Linked DNA regions of Mus musculus: all the other regions are linked to region 2. Evidence: chromatin contacts called from public HiChIP or PLAC-seq data. All regions are on one chromosome and are shown on one strand. The core of a region is the stretch at or near the end of the contact, and the rest is flanking DNA. Distances in the headings are between cores, read along the strand shown.

The links. HiChIP or PLAC-seq counts read pairs in DNA pulled down with a chosen protein or histone mark.
Region 1: an H3K27ac HiChIP or PLAC-seq map of trophoblast stem cells shows a contact between it and region 2, with 14 read pairs. The contact joins the enhancer-like site here to the promoter of Pawr in region 2. A contact is called at or near these places in 6 of 115 datasets of contacts at active chromatin or transcription factors (cardiomyocytes, embryonic stem cells, pancreatic cancer cells and 2 more) and 1 of 9 other capture datasets (adipose tissue).
Region 3: a contact with region 2 is called in an H3K27ac HiChIP or PLAC-seq map of epiblast stem cells. The contact joins the enhancer-like site here to the promoter of Pawr in region 2. A contact is called at or near these places in 3 of 39 promoter capture datasets (the 3T3-L1 cell line and liver), 8 of 484 Hi-C or Micro-C datasets (the HL-1 cell line, the N1E-115 cell line, Sertoli cells and 3 more), 12 of 115 datasets of contacts at active chromatin or transcription factors (cardiomyocytes, differentiating embryonic stem cells, embryonic stem cells and 6 more) and 1 of 9 other capture datasets (pancreatic islet).

What each region holds. Positions count from the first base shown.
Region 1 is chr10:108,494,115-108,497,680 of GRCm38.p6, reverse strand. All of the region lies in intron 1 of Gm36601 (a long non-coding RNA gene), which reads right to left. Syt1 (synaptotagmin I) reads left to right here. Exons shown (of 11, transcript NM_009306.3): 11 at 1-31. Among named protein-coding and RNA genes, the nearest start is that of Gm36601, 40 kb to the right of the region's middle. Within about 2 kb of position 1,895, at least 9 of the 459 cell types and tissues checked have an H3K27ac peak or open chromatin away from gene starts, as enhancers often do. A contact at or near this core is called in trophoblast stem cells, where this site is marked.
Region 2 is chr10:108,330,121-108,333,494 of GRCm38.p6, reverse strand. Pawr (PRKC, apoptosis, WT1, regulator) reads right to left here and starts at 1,306. Exons shown (of 7, transcript NM_054056.2): 1 at 1,247-1,306; 2 at 184-807. The coding sequence starts at 678. It overlaps Gm40755, which reads left to right and starts at 492. Exons shown (of 2, transcript XM_017314170.2): 1 at 492-3,374. The coding sequence starts at 762. The coding sequence ends at 1,718.
Region 3 is chr10:108,529,072-108,532,694 of GRCm38.p6, reverse strand. The region is part of intron 9 of Syt1 (synaptotagmin I); the gene reads left to right. Among named protein-coding and RNA genes, the nearest start is that of Gm36601, 75 kb to the right of the region's middle. Within about 2 kb of position 1,369, at least 48 of the 459 cell types and tissues checked have an H3K27ac peak or open chromatin away from gene starts, as enhancers often do. A contact at or near this core is called in the HL-1 cell line, epiblast stem cells, extraembryonic endoderm stem cells and 3 more, where this site is marked.

The sequences.
Region 1 (3,566 bases), core at 646-3,145, 160 kb before region 2:
CACTCAATAAAAATGTTTTATTTCCTGTTGATCGTTGCTGTCTCTCAACTTTTTTTTTTTTTTTTTGTCATGGGACTCCTGTGTTTGTAGAGGACACGTTGACCTTGTGGATGGCCAGAAGCTGCAAGCAGCTAAAAGAGCGCTTGTGCTAAATGCCAGCCTCAAAGTCAAGCCTGGGACTTCAGAGCAGCCACAGGGGAACGGTGCCCAGAGGGCATCCCTCCTCACCTGTGCTTCTCTGTGCCTGTCGCAAACCCCCTGAGCAATAGTTTTGAACTTCTCAGTTTGCCTAAAATGTGTACTTGAGGGATTTCACTTCGATGCCGAGCTAACACACACGTCCCCAGAAGGAAACTAAAATCAAATTGTTTTAAGTGTATCTTTAGGGGATAGACAGGATAGTAAAGCCCATGGCTGCTAAGAGGATTTGAAGCAACTGAATGGCTTTCCTACCTTCATTTAACATCAGTGTGGTGCCTCCATGTACCATTCTGAGGCTGATAGATACTGCGCTGTGATACGCATGCTCAGAAGGAAGCACCCTGGAGGCTGTGTGGCTAGCTCAGCGTATAAAGTGCTCATCATGGAAGCATAGAGCCAACAAGATAGAGCAATGGGAAAAGGAACTTGCCATAAAGACTGACTAGAACCCTAGAACCCATGTAAAGAAAAGAGCCAGCACCATGTAGGTGCCCTCTGACTTATACATGAGTGCATACACATACACACACACATGCATACATATACATACACACACACACATACACACCATATCAATAAATACACAAATATATTGGCTTTTCAATACATTGTCCTGGCTATCCTGGAACTCACTCTGTAGATCATGTTGGCCTCAAACTCACAGAGAGATCCGCCTGCCTCCACCCCCTGAGTGCTGGGATTAAAGGCATAGGCTACCACCACTTGGATAAAAATGTTAATGAAAAGCAAAAAGCATAAGAACCTAGCTCCATCTCAGAACCCATGTAAAAAACAGCTTTAGTGGCAGGGTTTTATAATCCTATAGAGAAGGGGAGACAAAGGCAGACAGGTCCCTGGAGCTCTCTGGCCAGCAAAGCTAGTCTAATTGGCTAGCCCAAGGCCAGTAAGAGTCTGTCTCCAAAACCAAGGTGGGTGGACAGACCAGAGGAACGCTACTCAAGATTGACCTCTGGCCTTATCACAAATACACAAAAGTAAGCACTTTTGACCCAAGAACTTTCACTTGACCAATGACAGTATATAACTGTGTATGTTTATCTTGGTCTCCTCTTGGTACAGACAGACTACCCTGCAGCTTCTTGGGTGTTGGCTGCTGAGAGTATGCCCTTTCTGCTACTGACAGCTGCCCTAACTAGGTTCAAGGAGCAGTCCACATGGCTGATTCAGGAACTCTATCTCAGCTCCACGGCCCAGAGCAACCGTTCAGCAATGTGACCACATTCCAAGGCTGATTCAGGAACTCAGCTCCACAGCCTGGAGCGAAGGTCCAGGGATATGTCCACCTTCCGAAGCTGATTGAGGAAGTCCACAGCCAATGGTGATGGTGGAGAAAGCTTTTGCAACCGTTCTGTAGTTCAACATCTCCCTCTACCCAGTTGTCTTTACCCATTTGCAGGTGTGGCTCCTACAAGCTCTCCTCAGTAAAAACCCTTTTTCTCTAAGCTCCAGCCAGGGGATTCATCCAATAGGATCCTTGATGGGGGAGATCACAGGAAGTTTCCTAGAGAATCTAAGATAACAAATCCTGAAGGATCTGGCAAGAGTCACCTAAACCAGAGCATGGGCTTCTGTCAAATTGACGTAGTTTGACAAATTCCACCGTGATAAAAGTCTCTGATAGCCAGCTACATCATACTTCCTGTAACCAGCCCCATTAGTCACTCCAAATGAGGAGAGGGACCAAGCCTGAATTGCTTAAACAGCCTAGGGAAAGAGCATGTAATTACTGAGCGCTTCGAGGCAGCAGTTAGCAAAAGCTTCTAAATTTAAATTGGGAAAAGAAACTCAAGGAAGGCCAGGTTAGAAACAAGACGCCATCAACATGGTGGGTACAGCTGGCTATCACTGAAGAGGATTGTGTTTCATGAGAAACTCTCAAAATTAGATCCGAAACTATAGAACAAAAATTTCTTAATAAATTACCAACTGCAACAAACAACCACCCATGCTTGTCCAAAGGGTTCCTGGGTCTAAAGCAGACACAGGACGCTTCAAAAAATACTAGCCAGAAAACAAAACCACTTCAGATGTTTCAAACAGACATTTAATTCAGGCAACCCATCATATGGGAAATCCTGAGAAAACAAACAGATAGGCACCCCAGAGATTACAAGGTACCATCTTTAAGGTAAAAGGAAAGAAGATTTCATGTTGATGGCGCCAGGCCTGTCGAGGGTCTAGAACCTTGAATAAGGTGGTCTGTGCGCTCCTTGACACTACCTCAAAGGCTGGTTCAGAGTAGGGCAGGTATCAAAAAAGGGCCTCCATGGGAGACTCTGGGAAGGCCAGATGGCCGTTATCAGTGGCTGCTTTAGGACCCAGGAAAGAATTCTGCCTCCTCCCCTCCTATCTCGACCTCAGCCAGTGCTGCCCATTGGCAGAAACTCATTCCCAGTTGGCAAGGGATTCTGGGAAAAAACAACCTTCAAAAGCTAAGGCCCAAGCACACTGTAGAGCACAGGGTGAAATGAATGAGAACAGACACCTTGGGCCAGCTGTAAACACGTTACATGAAGTTTATCCCTTCTTAAGATGCTCTGGGTGTTCCCTGACAATACTCCATCTGACAAGGTGGATACACAGTAATTACATCCTCGCTCCATCACGCCAAGACCTTATTTCTCCGGATTCCATCCATGATTGTAGGCCTGATCTCCCTGAAGCACATCTCTGGTACCTATACCCGGATGTTTTGATTTTTTTTTTTTTTAACAACTGACAAGTTCCAAACAAATTCTTAGATATTCAACAGTCATCCATTCACTGTCAACAGTTAACCAAGTGTTTACAAGAACCAAAATCAGGAAAATGACAATGAAAAATACCATGGTACTACATGTACTAAAGAAATTTCCAAAGCACAACCAGTAAGTAATAATTATTTGGAACATGCCATAGGACAAAACCAATAGTAAAACAAAAACAAAAAACAAAAACCTGCTGCTCTGAGCCTGCTGATGACGTCTACAATCTGGACATAGCTACACATTACCTGCTTCATCTCTCTTGACTTCCTCATACCTCACCTACACAGATGTGGGCTCATCTCCTTAGTCCCCACATTCACCGAAAGAGAGTAGCCTTCTGCCAGCCAAGCCTTTCTCCTGTGCAAAATGTGATTGTATCTCCCAGGTCTCCTGCAGGATAAGAAGCATTCTCCAGAGAATAAGGAAACGGGAGACTTGCTTCCTTTTCCACTGACCCCTCTGTCTCTCCCACTTCCTGTGGCTGGGGCAAGTGTAGCCCTGTCTAGATGCTCTTGGTAAAAATGATTTGAATGACAAATGGAAAAATAAAATCCAGTTAAAGCTGGCTTAAAGAATCCAGAATGGAAACAAGAGGAA
Region 2 (3,374 bases), core at 57-2,556:
AAGAGCACGTGTCCAACTTTTCTGGGTCGGGGTAACTTCCCAGCAATCATTTACTCCAAGTAAAACTCCATCCCCGCTGCAGAGAGTGGAAGGGAACTCCGGGCCCCGGACCGAGGGAGCTCCCTGGTGGAAGACTCGGGAGGCGGCCCCGAGCCCCGCACCGGCCCGCCCCGCCCGGCTCACCTCCGCCGCGGGGATGTTGACCACGCCGGTGGAGCGGCGCTTCTCCCGCAGCTTCCTCTTCTCGATCTGCCCCTTGCCTTTCCTGGCGCTGGGTCCCGAGCTGCGGCCCTTCTCCCGGGCGCTATCCGGCTCCTCCTCATCGCCCCGGGACCCAGGCGCTCCCGAGGCCGCAGCGGCGCTAGGGCACTCGTCCTCCGCCCGCCGGGAGCCGGGAGCCGCGCGGGGCAGCGTGGACGAGCCGTGAGCGCAGTTCAGGGCGCCGGGCGCGGGGGCGGCAGGTGCGGCCGCGCCCGCGGGGCCGTGGTTGAGCTCCGAGGTTCCCGCGACCGCGGTCGGGGTCAGCGATCCCGCGGGGGACTTGGCGGCTGGATCCCCGCCGCTCGACCCCGGGCCCGCGGGGTTCTGCTTGGCGCGCATCTTCTCGCGCTTCGCCTTCCACTCCTCCAGGAAGTCCGTGGTGGTGCTGCCGCCGCTCCGGTAGCCGCCGGTCGCCATGTTCCCAGAGGGGCCGGCGGGGGCGCCCCTCACGCCGCGACTCCTGTCTCCCGCCGGCGCCGCCGCCTGCCCGGGAAGCGAGAATGCGCTGGGGACTGCGCGGGGTGAGCGCGCTGCCGGACCGACGCTCTGCAAGGAAGCACACGGGGCGGGGGAGGGGGCGCGGCGTCAGGTCCCGGGGTGGCCGCGAGACAGCGATCGCCGCGCCCTCGGCGTGGCCGCGCGTCCCAGCCGCCAAGTTCGCAGGACGTACCTCTGCGGTGCACCCCGAGAAATCCGACCCCGGGGAAGGAAGAGAGAGGAAGAGATGGGCCCCACCCTCGCCGCCCTCCCCGTCGCACCCAGGTCCCCGACCCCGCACCGGGACACCCGCGCCGCTGCCACCTGTGTGCACAGCTCCCCGGGACTCCCATTCCGCTCGCGCGGGCCTGAGCTCCGCGCCGCAGACGCCTCCATTCCGAGACGGGACGCGGAGAGCCACCAGCCGGCTGGAACCGGGGGGGACGTGTCCAGCGGAGAGGAGACCCGTGCGCGAGTCCCGTGCGGGTGGCCCGGAAGAGCCCCTTACCTCCGAGAAGTTTTTAGGTGGGACAAGGAGCGTGGCGGGGATGAGGGTTGTCCAGGTGAGCCGGAGCGTCCGGGACGCGCACGACCAGCCCCGGCAAACTCGCCGGCCTGAGCTGGGGGCAGTCCCTGGCTGGAGGGAGGGAGCGAGCGAGGGGCGGAGGGGGGCGGGAACCGAGCGGGGCCGAAGCGGGGCGGAAAGGGCCGAGTCCCTGCGGCCCGAAAGGGGGCGGAGAAGTACCGCCGAAGCCCCGCCCTCCGCGCTCAGGTGCGCGGCGCCCCGCCCCTCCCGCCGCCCTGACTCCTCCCTCCCGGGAATCGCACTCAGAGCGGACACCTCCTACCCAGGCTCGCAACTTCACTGCGGGCTGCCTTCCAGCTCCGCAGATTCTAGGGCGGGATCGGCCGATCCACGCCCCTCTCTCTCCTCACTCCTCTTCCCCGCCCCTCGGGTCTCCCACCACTCTTCCTTTTAAGTACAAGACCGTATTATTCTAGGGAAAGTTGTGACTTGCCGGAGGAAAAGTGCTACCAGCTAGGGGATGATTCAGGACCTGGCTCGCCAGGGTGGGGAAATACCCACATGGTCCCTTTCCCTCGCCGCCCTTCCCTCCCTCTTTCTAGACGCCAGGGGGGTGGCAGGTAGGAGACTGAGAAACCCAGCAAGCCCCTTCAAAAGCAGCGAGTGTCGTGATTTAAAAAAAAAAAAAAAGTTAGCTAAAAGGAGATGCTAAAATGATCGATGAATTATCAAGAGTTTTTTATTCTTTCAAGATCTTGTTGGCAACCCATGCGGTCTTCACGCTGTCTCTACACCGCTTATAGGCAGATTTAGCAGCAAATCTCCCCACCATCGACCTAAAGCTGGAGAGTCTCTGACTTTCCATCTTTTCTATGCCCAGGCATGAGTCAGTCCATCCTCACCTGCGATCAGAGCTAAGGGGACTTATCTCTCACATCTGTGCAATGTCAGAGTGCATCATTTTCAGGAGCTATGAAACCGTGTTTCCCAAACAGTAAGAGTCCGGAGGCACATAGGCTGACCGAACGATTCATCGTCGTTTTGCTCAGGTGACACAATGTAGGTAAGGAGGCAGCAGGTAACACGCCACAGCAATGGGCACAGGCTATAGTGACTCACAGTCTTGCATTTCTCAGAAGCAATTCTGGTCTTTGGTCTGCCTGTTGGGCTGGACATACGATTAACTTGGAGAAGGCTTAGAAAGTTGCTTGGTAAAAGGCCTCTCCCCGCACCCCACCCAAGAAGGATTAAAAAAAAAAAACAAAACAAAAAAACCAGGCTGACTGCGAGCCTAGCTGGTACCAACTTAGGTGTGCTGTGTTGGTTTCTCGGGCTTGTTTTCTGAGGCAAGCTGGAGCCTGGCTATATAGGTTCACATTCCTGAGTTAGTTACCTGAGAATGCTCACTTGGAAGGATTAAACACAGCGCTGGAAAGAGGACAGGCTCAGCCTGGATACGCATATGTAAATTACCACAGGGATCTTTAATGTATGTTTAAATTCTCTGAATTCAGTCGCTTTCTTTACTATGAAATACAGTACCTCGTTTTTAAAAGCTGTTTTAAGAGTCGACTCTGATTGTGGTGTGCTTGATTCAAGGACTACTTCTGATAATAAGATTTCAAACAATCATAGGTTTCTGTCTGGGAAGTGGAAGAAAGGAGAAAAAGACAAGGTAAGGAATATGTATTAACTTGAAAGCAATACACCTTGAATGAACAAGGGTAACACTTATAAATACAAATTTATCTCTTAATCGTCTCTGAGTCAGGAGTGCTGGCTTGCTTGGCTTTGGGTAAGTTGCTTAACTTCTGTGCCTCTGTTTACCTGCATATAAAATGGGCTAATGATACCTCCGTCGTCAGAGCACTGTGAAAGCGCCTCAGGTCCTTAGATAAAAGGTAAGAGGTGGGAACCAGAGCAGTTGCTAGTCTATAAAGTCCCCAGGGAAGAGTGGATGAAAGAGATTATTAAGGTACAAAGCACTCCATTTTGTTATTGTTATCGCTTATTATACCCTTTGTCTTGGCTTTGGCATTCTCCATATTCCCAAAGATGTATTGCACAACCAGGCTTCTTCCAACATTATAGCAGAGTGTTTAGCTGAGTC
Region 3 (3,623 bases), core at 120-2,619, 200 kb before region 2:
CAAATTCTCATTTCATCAGAAGAGCAGGTAAAAAATATTCCAATAGGCCTGACTTTAATTCACTTAATGAGTAAACCAGCAGCTCTGTCAGCTCAACTGCCTTTCACGCCTAATAGGATATTTCCCCTCCGATGTATAAGAGCTGAAAACAACTCTGTGCCTTTAACTATCTGGGGATGTGTCATGTTTCACTACATTTGAAACCAAGGTGACGTACATGAAGTAGCCAGATCACAACATGCCAGTCAAGTATCGTCTCCCAACGCTTGCTAGGTAAAGAATTTCAAGTACCTCGGCTCACGCGCTCTGTAAATGAGACTCATCTATTTCCCTGCTTCTAAATAAAATATTCTGCAGGCGCTATTTCTTTGCAGCTTCTTTGATTCATTTCTTGAACCCAAGAGCTAAGTAGTAAATCGAGATGTAATCGAGATAGATAGTTTGAGTACTTTAAGATAAGTCCCAGTTAGACAATAAGGGCAAAAATGTAGGTAATGGCAGAAAAAAAGAAAAAAAAAAAAAAAAAACCTGGCACACATACAAAACTAGGAAAAGCAAAAGAAACATCATCTCGTACTTGAAAATACAAAAGTTAAAATATTGACGCACACTGACCTGTTTCTCTGTAAATCAAATAATTCTTTTTCCATATACATAATAAAGCAAATATGCATTTTTTTTTGTTTGTTTCTAACGTAGGCTGGGATGTTTACACTGAGTCATAGTAGGCCCCACTGAAAATTTAGTAGGCAAGAGCACAGAATAATCCCATAGGTTTCTGAGACATCTATGGCATCTGCCCCACCTCCAAATGTCCTGCTGGAATCTACTTTACTTCTCTATGGGAGAAGCTACTTGGAGTCAAACACCATTAAATCAACATGCAAAGGAGGGAGAAACCGAATGTGGCTAATTGCATCTTGAGCCACGGTTGGTACAAATAGTTGTGGTAGGAGAATGGCTGAGCATGCCAGGGACACAAGTAATTTAGAGCAGGAGGAGTACAACTGTGTATGAGGACGAGGCAGCAGATGGAAGGGAGAGAGTGTGTGTGTGTGTGAGTGTGTGTGTGTGTGTGTGTGTGTGTGTGTGTGTGTGTGTGTATGTGTGTGTGTGTGTGTGTGTGTACACGTGTGTGTATGTGAAGGGGGTGTGCACACACGTGTGAACACTGGCAGGGTGAGAATGCACATGGATCCTTATTTGTCTCACTATTTAAAGTTGGGGCTTTGTCTTGAAGCCTGGATCTCCCAGGAGAGTCCTGCTGTTTCTCTGGAATGTCGGGATCTAGCAATTGTCCCTCCTCCTCCTCCTTTAGTGCGGAGGAAGTCCTACACCCATAATCTCCCCTTAGGAGATTAAAACATCATGCCTATCAGCAGATCTCCAGGGTAACAGAGGGAGTGCTGAGATAAGGCCAGGTAGAATGTTAGCTAACCATGAAAGGAATGCAAGACACAAGCGTAGACACAGGGCAGAGCCACAGCAAAGGTAAGCTATCCAGTATGGAAGAATGGAAAGGAGGCAGAGAGCCCTGGGGACTTCACGAATCATAGAGACTTCTGAAAGAAGGTTGTCCCTGCCATCCCAAAGGCATAAACTTCAGAATCCACAAAGTTAAGTACTGTGTCCCCTAGCAAGGACACAGTGGTGGGCCACATAGGCAAACATCTGGCCTCATCAATGACTACAGGGCCATTTTTTTTTCCGGTTCTTATTTAGGGTACCAACAGACTAGGATAATTGCCCCCTCTAAAGGCTTTTCACTTTGTTTCTGTATTTATATACAATCATTCACTTATTTATTTCAAATTCACTTTTACTTTCTAACAATAATATGTGTTCTTAGAAAAGGAGTAACAGGCTTGCCAAGGCTTTCCACATCCATAGCCAGCCCTATTATCAGAGATAATTACTGCTACACTGTCTCATGTATGTCCTTTCAGAAATTATGTATATGTATACATATGTATGTATATATGTTGTACACACACACATATACCCTATGGGAATATTCTGTGCTCTTGCCTACTAAATTTTTAGTGGGGCCTACTAAATTTTTAGTGGGGCCTACTATAATTCACTGTAAACACCTCAGCCTACATTAGAAACAAAAATGCATATACATCTTCCTTATGTGTATGGAAAAGAAATCGAATATATGTTTTATATACATATATATTACATATAGTATGTATAAATATTATCATACTCTTTTACTTGTTTCATGAATCTGTGTTCGAGTGATGTCTCTCTGATGTTGATGTGTGATGGTGCTAACATGGAGATGTTGCAAGGCAAAATTTTATTTTTACGGCAGGGCCAGATTTATATTCTCCCTTGGCAGGAAAATGAAGTGGCCCAAACCAGAAAGAAAAAGAACTTCTTATAGCAAACAAGCTAGTGACTTAAAAAAAGAAATGGAACTTTTCAGTTATTTTTATGATCTTGGGAAAGGTACATCTTATGGGCCTATGGTCAGACATTTAACATACCTTGAAACTATTTATGGTCAGTCAATTCTCAGAACAATGGAAACAATTTACAATGTGTAATTCACAAGACTATTAAGGAAGAACAAATCGAAAAAGAAACCAAGGTGACCTCTAGCTAAGGACATGATCAAAGTTTAACCTTGTTTAACTAAAGAGGAAAATGAAGTCAGCTGTCCCATAACAGCAAGAGGGATGGACTAAGGGCAGTTTGGTTGGAGGAACTTTGAGGTGCTGTTGGAAGGTACTTTTATAAAATAAAGTAACAGGCCGGGTAGTCCCACATGTCTTTGATCCCAGCATTCAGGAGACAGGCAGATCTCTGTGAGTTCAAGTCTAGGGTGAGGCACAGAGAGAGTGCCAGACACGAGAGAGCCACAGAGAAACCCAGACTTGAAAAACACAAACAAAATAACAAGTCAAGTGAAAATAATAAGATAAAACTGTCCACATCGGCGAAAAGAGGATGCTGGGCTGTACAGAAAAGAAGCACTTCCCTAAGTAGAGGCCCCACGTCAGTCCAGTGTTTTCTCACCTGAGCATGTTGGATAACTACACATACTCAGCTTCCTACTAGTCTTTGTGTGAGTTCAAGTTCACAAGAGTGCTTTCAGTCATTCACCAATATATAGATTAAATGTATGGGGCTTGGTCTTCAAAAACACTACTATTTTCAGTCTCTTTATGCACAAGAACTTTTTACAAATGCCCTGTAAATGGACACACCAAATAGAAGAGAATGTGAACTCCCAGTGTTGCCACACCGCTGTACCAAAACACGGTTCCAATTCATAATCACTGAGAAAGCAACTTTTGTCTCAGGATTTCCTGGTAGGAAGCACTGAGTTGCGCTGCCACCGACCCAGCCCTGCTGGCTTGGGTTGTAGAGTCAACCCTCTACCCCTTTGCAGCCAGAATTATAGTCACGTGGATACACTCAGCTTTCTCTGAGCTTCTCTGTTGAGCAGTTTGCACCAGTAGTGCAGCCTGACGGTGGCGTGGCGTGGCGTGGCGTGGCGTGGCGTGGCGTGGCGTGGCGTGGCGTGGCGTGGCGTGGCGTGGCGTGGCGTGGCGTGGCATAGTCCCGTCCACACTGAGCATGCATCATGTTTAGCTTTCTGACCGCCATCA